2 separate regions of the Drosophila melanogaster genome follow, and region 1 is linked to region 2. Evidence: chromatin contacts called from public Hi-C data. All regions are on one chromosome and are shown on one strand. The core of a region is the stretch at or near the end of the contact, and the rest is flanking DNA. Distances in the headings are between cores, read along the strand shown.

Region 1 (3,083 bases), core at 93-2,592, 4.2 Mb before region 2:
TGACAGGCTTATGACAAAAGCGCGGCGCGTGTGGCTCAAAGTGGCTCAGAGTTGTTGCTCGGCGGTTCAGTGGCTCAGTGGCTCAGTTGCTCAGTTGGCTTAGAGTGGCTTAGAGTGGGGCCCGTCTGTGGCCCCCTATCCCCCCACCCTCCCCTGTCGAGCGTAGCCACCATTTGGCGTCTCCAACGGCATCTCCGACTGGTTTTTGTCTCAGGCGATATTTGCTTTATTTTCCTACCTTTATTTATGATTATTTTTAACTCTTATTTCTTTTTTTTTGTGTTGTTTTTGCCTTGGCTTTGGCAAACACACGCTTGTTGGCTAATTTTTCTTGTGGCTTGCTTTCTTTTTTTGCGGCGGGGGAATTCCAGAAACGTTCGCGATGCGGTCTGGTCCCCCTTTTTGGCCCCTTGGTGGTTAACATTTTAATGCCAAACGGCCAGACAAGCGACGACGGATGGCACAGACTCGACACGCTGCAAATTCTAATTAATGACAGTTTTAGACATTTTTGAGCTAGACGGCGCCAAAGACAAAGCCAGCAAAAACCAAAAAAAAAAAAAAAAATAAAAAACACTAAGCTCGACTCGAAAGAGCAGCATCTAAAAAATATCGATTTTGAATGTATGAGGTGTCTGTGTAGATTCGAGACCCCAGGGCATGTCTGGCCAAAAAGCTGATGAAAGAGGCAACGGATCGTATCGGATGATCGTGTTATATAAAGAAGGGATTTTCTAATGGCCAAGAAGAACTAATGATCGATCGGTGGACTCTCAGCTTGTGTGGCTTAGTATTGCAAGTTGAGCGATGTTTTAATTTTGTATCTTTCAAATCCATCAAAAACAAATCACTTAAAGTCGTCGGACTTATAATTATTATATATATGTAAGTTCTTGCTAGGGGAAATATTCAATGATTATTTAGTTACATGATATCATTAATAATCTGGACCAAAGGCTTTTGGAAAATATTATCATAAAGTTCCGTGTTGTAATCCAATCGTAATCCAAGTCAGTTCCGCAATGCAATCGAAGTCAATATCATAGCATTGCTCAGTGGGATTTCGAGATTCCCAGAAATCCAACTAAGTCGTCCGACATCCTGTAATCTGTGATCCGCATGAGTGCCAGTCATCGAATCGAAATCTAATGGAAATCAATGGCGACTGGTGACTCACAGCCCGTTGGACTTTAAGGTGGGTGGCCGGTGGGAGCGTCGGGAGGTGGGCCGCTTGGCAAGGTCGTTGCGTCAGCGTTCCACGATGACGTCGGTCTTCGCACTTTGCTCCGCCGGGTGATTGCATGTGCCAGCCGGAGACTCGGCAGCTGTCTGTGACAGGTTCCCGATCTGGTTGCCGTTCCAGCGCTTTCGACGGGTAACCACATTGCCCGGCTGATAAGCTGTTTACGACGACCGACGTCTTGGGCCTCGGCAGACAATCAGTCATATATTACTTTATATATTTATGTGTGTGCATGTGTGGCACGGCATGCCGGCGTCTTATCAGAGTGTTCACTGTGCGAGGAGGCTAATGGTGAAATTAACGACGGGGCTCGTGCTTCGCATTGCAGCGCACGTAGACGCCTTCGAACTGTGCACTGAAAAAAACTGTTAGGTTCTTGCTTTAAGATACGAAAATACATTTTACCATGTGTTGAAAATAAGTAAATATACAATCAATAAGTTTACAGTATATATTCAAAGTTTTTAAAGTACTGGGTATAGACAAGTAAATAATAAGAATCTACGGTCTTAATAAATGTAAATCAATTATATTGATTTAAAATATATTATTATTTACTTGGTTAAAGATATTGTAAAACCTGTTTGAGATTAAAAAAAATAGCATTTATTATAAGAAATTTATTTACATAAAACGAACCGACTCACAATATATAAAAGGGGGAACTCCCTTCTTTGCGTTTCTTATTACTCATTGCTGGAAAAACTATATTAGAAGACCTGTCTCAATCATATATCACTATGATAAGCGTAAAGCTCATTCTAAATTTGCTCAGTGTATTTCTTACACCCCGTCAAGGAGTACGTGGTGCGGTGCATGGGATCCGCGGTCGGATGGTCTGGCCTTATCTGGCTGCCCGGGCCGACTTTAGTCAGCAACTAAGGGCTAGGCCAACACTTGTGCTTTCAATGTTTGTATGTGGGTCACATCGTTTCGACTTTCGATTAAAGACTTTGACGTCAGCAGCTGGCTGCCGGAACTCGAGCTGGAATCAGCGTACAGAGATCGTACGATGCATGCAATCAGCATGATTCGTCTGGGCAATGGTACACCCACCCCATCCGATATCCCTTACAGTCTAACGGTCGCAAATCTAATCGCGTTAAACTATAAAGAATTTCCTTTTTTTGGGGCTCGACTCATTTCCGGATGGTGATACCTTGCTATATCCCCATAACACCCATAGCACCATATTCCACGTTCCAGGTTGAATGTGAGTGCTAAAATTAAAATCTTACCACGATACTAGCCTATCAATTACTATCGCTAATGCGATGACCTTATATGGAGCATTTTTAGTTTTGCGGAAACACTTAATGGGCTTATCAAGGGAAATGTGTAATTGATGGTTTGCTGAGCAATTGTAAAACTAATAAAGGAAATGCCTCATGGTCAAGTGAATAGATAAAATGTAGGCCTTTTCATGACTTTGTGCTAAAAATATAGTGCTTAGTTACTCCTGAAAGGCGTCGTAATTGTGAGCTAATAGAATAAGATATCAGACTGCACGTGGCCTATCTAAAAATAGGGCAATCCGCAAAACGAAGCGGAATGAACTTCAAAAATACCTCCCGACACTCCAGACAGAGAGATTCACACTGATATGGAAATTTTTGTCATCCGCTAATTGTGACATTTAAATCAAATCTTATCAGGTGTTAAAAGTCGTAAAGCATGTAAATATATGCTGGAGTGAGTCTATCTAATGATAGCAAATTGGGGTCTGAGTCCAAGAAGCTCCCTGTAGTTTTCCATAGCGTAGGAAAGCAACAAATCTTCCGCTCTCGACGATCCAGGGTGTGAATTGTCAACATCGGTGGCCTTTCTCACGATTTGTTTT
Region 2 (3,096 bases), core at 164-2,663:
TAAACACTCTCGCAGTCTTGGGCAAACATTCAGACGGGAGCGAGGCGCACAGAAAGATAGGAAGAGGGAGACGGAGCGAGGCGGCACAGTGGGACAGGCCAAGGACAACGAGTTGAAAAAGGCGAAAAGGAGCAGACGAGCCAAAACGGAGGACAACAAACAGGCATGCGTGCCACTGTGCCTGAACTTGTTCAAGGTCAGTCCTCAGCGACAGCGACGTGCTAACAAAAAGCGAAGAAAATTCATGTTGGAAAAAAGCACAAAAGAAGAGCACACAACAACAACGCCTCTTAAAGGCGAAGAAAAGAGCGAAAGAAGAGATAGATGCGTATATAAAAAACAAAAAAAAAAAACGCTACCCACACATGAAAGAGAGTGAGCGAGAGAGCAAGTGTCCCTCCCCGCAGCAACAATGACAACAATAGGATACTGTTCAATGGATGCTGATAAGCAAAAGTAAAAGACAAAACCCCTCGAAATCTGGAGAGATAGTATCCAAGCACTCGCATAATTAATTTCATACATTTTATGCTTTTTTTTATGTATTAATAGTCACCTGCTGGTTGTTCGCCTGGCTGCTTCCTCATTAGCCAGTCAGTCGAATCCTTGCGGGAGAGCGAGGGAAATGGCAACAAATGTGCGTTTTTAATTAATTTCCATGTGAAGCACTCACGCACACTTACACACACCCATCGCTTTGGGTAACAGTTCAAAAACAGAGTTAGAGCGAAAGAGACACCAATTGGGAGTGCTAATTCAACACACACGCGCACGCAGCACTTAATTTGTATAGATTTTTGGCATCAATTTGTTGTTGGCAGCTGGAATAAATTTACTTAACTTAACACAATTTTCAAGCTTGCACACAACCACACCAACACGAACACCTATACAGACGCGGCGAAAAGAAATGCAAAAGGAGATGAAGAGGAAGAAGAAGAAGCAGGCTGAAGGATGCTGGGCCTGGATTTCTCTTTCCTTTTTTCGCTGCCCAAAAAGGCGTTGACAGCGCTTTTATTCACTTTTAATTCATTTAACGATGGTGTTGTCCGACTTTAATTGTTTATGCGCTTGGGTTTTTTAAGAAAAACTGAATAAAAAACGGAATAACCGCCGTCACTCGTCGAAAAATTCTCGGCGCGGCTATTGTTCACTTATTATCATGTCATATTTTCCAACTGATTTGAAAGACAGTATTTTAGAGAATAAGTATACCGAGCGAGTTATCAGCGACGTGTGCAATTTTTATGCACTTTTTTAATATTTTAAGTGGAAAATAAAACACAGAGCGTTTCAGAGGGCGCTAAATTGTTTTTTGCCCGTTCGGAACTGAGTAACTGAGAAGCGTAGCGTTATTACCAGTCTTTTTCTTCTTTTTTGTTGCTGCCCCGTTCGAATTTCTCTCGCACTGTTAGCCGCTCTCAGTTGCTGTTAAAGCGGCGAAATTCACTGTTATATTTAACAGAGGCGTTGTTGTTAGTTGTAAAGAAGGGCTGTTAAGGGGAGTTGGCTTCATAAAACTTTTTGAATATTCAGAGTTAAAGAAATCTAGTTTTTAACAATATTTGTATCAAAACACATTTAAAAATATTAACATGTTCAGTATTAATATATATTATTTAAGTATAAATTTCAAAAACCCCAGGCATAAGATTTTATATACACCACTGGAATGTTAACTGAAAGCGGGAGATAGGGATGGAACTCAAGCATCGACACGCGTTTAAAATTTGGGGTGACCATTTCTATCGCTTTCTCATCTAGCTTGCCTAGATTTTCAAGATCCATCTGCCAAAATTGCTATCGATTAAAGTGCATCGGCTCAGTCGCCATTCGTAAGTTGTAAATTACGAAGAAACGCAATGATAATTGATTCAACCGATAGGAAACCTATTTTAACTTAACATTAAGATTTTAACTTTTTAAATTGCACTAATATCGTTATCAGCCAACTAAATTTTGTAATTACTTAATTACTTAATAACAAAAATTAGAATAATATTTAATTCGTTGAGTAATAATGCCTTTTATGAAACCTAATTATTTACAAACAGTCGAATGTAAACAATATTGGGGTGATCATAAACATTAAGAGATATACATTTTGATAAGTGTTTTATTTAATGTTTATTTAAATTACAAATATCCCTAATATGACTGGTAAATACATCATATTACTTAGATAGTGACAGTTCGTCAGCACTGACTATCGATAGCCGCCTTTTGTTGCAACTTCCATCTTCTACGTGCAACAGAAGAAGTTCTAGAAATAAGCAGGAATAAAAGTTTGCAAAAATGAGTGCTCCAAAAGGGGACGGAAACTTAGTTCCCACAGTCAGAGAAGTGCAGCAAAAGTTTGCCGACATCCTGGGCCATGGCAACGATATAACCTGGGATCTGTAAGTAGGATTCATCCGAAAAAATTGCAAATTATAAAGCTCAAGGTTTGCAGAATATCGTCGGGTCAAGAAAACATATTGAAGGCAAAGCTGTCTCTGCTGAATTTCGATTCTAACATGTTTCATGCGATCTGGAGTTATAGTGAGTTATAGTTATAGTAAAATTAATAATATATTCCAAATAAGCGTCATTATGTTATCTACTTTCTCATATCAGGAAAATACTCCAAAGGGCAGTCACTCACGTCTTTATTTTTTGTGATGGTTGTCAATAATGTATATGATCCCAAGCTGGCCGAAGAAAGTAGATCCTGGCGCCTGTATCCGGTGTTTCGATGCCGACGATGCGTGGGTAAGCTCGATAGTTATAAGTAAATCGAGAAATGTATTATATTTTTTTATTTGTACAAGATGAAACTGGACATTCCAGCAACATTGACTGTTGCATGTCATATGTGTCACAGTACTCAATGTCTGATTCCTGGAACCGATTTGTGACCCATACGGGGTTTGCCGCAGGTCTAATGGTCACCCCGTATCTTGGAGTTTACAAGCAAACCGATGGTCGCGTTGAGCTAAAAACGTATACTACCACTCAGATATGGCACCCAAATAAGAAAGATATACCAATAACACCCGAATCGTTGAAAAAAGCATCCAGTGTGACTAATAAACTTAGAAAAATCATCATACATTC

Evidence for each region. Hi-C and Micro-C count contacts between places; a contact is called where the count stands out from the background.
Region 1: a Hi-C map of the Kc167 cell line shows a contact between it and region 2, with 3 times the contacts expected there. A contact is called at or near these places in 3 of 107 Hi-C or Micro-C datasets (the Kc167 cell line and the S2 cell line).

What each region holds. Positions count from the first base shown.
Region 1 is chr3L:8,690,962-8,694,044 of dm6, reverse strand. lncRNA:CR44526 (long non-coding RNA:CR44526) reads right to left here and starts at 1,342. Exons shown (of 1, transcript NR_124833.1): 1 at 854-1,342.
Region 2 is chr3L:4,540,368-4,543,463 of dm6, reverse strand. CG11357 reads right to left here and starts at 1,413. Exons shown (of 4, transcript NM_001259697.2): 1 at 1,360-1,413; 2 at 557-821. CG32243 reads left to right here and starts at 2,220. Exons shown (of 6, transcript NM_168094.3): 1 at 2,220-2,399; 2 at 2,453-2,541; 3 at 2,617-2,751; 4 at 2,811-3,096. The coding sequence starts at 2,296.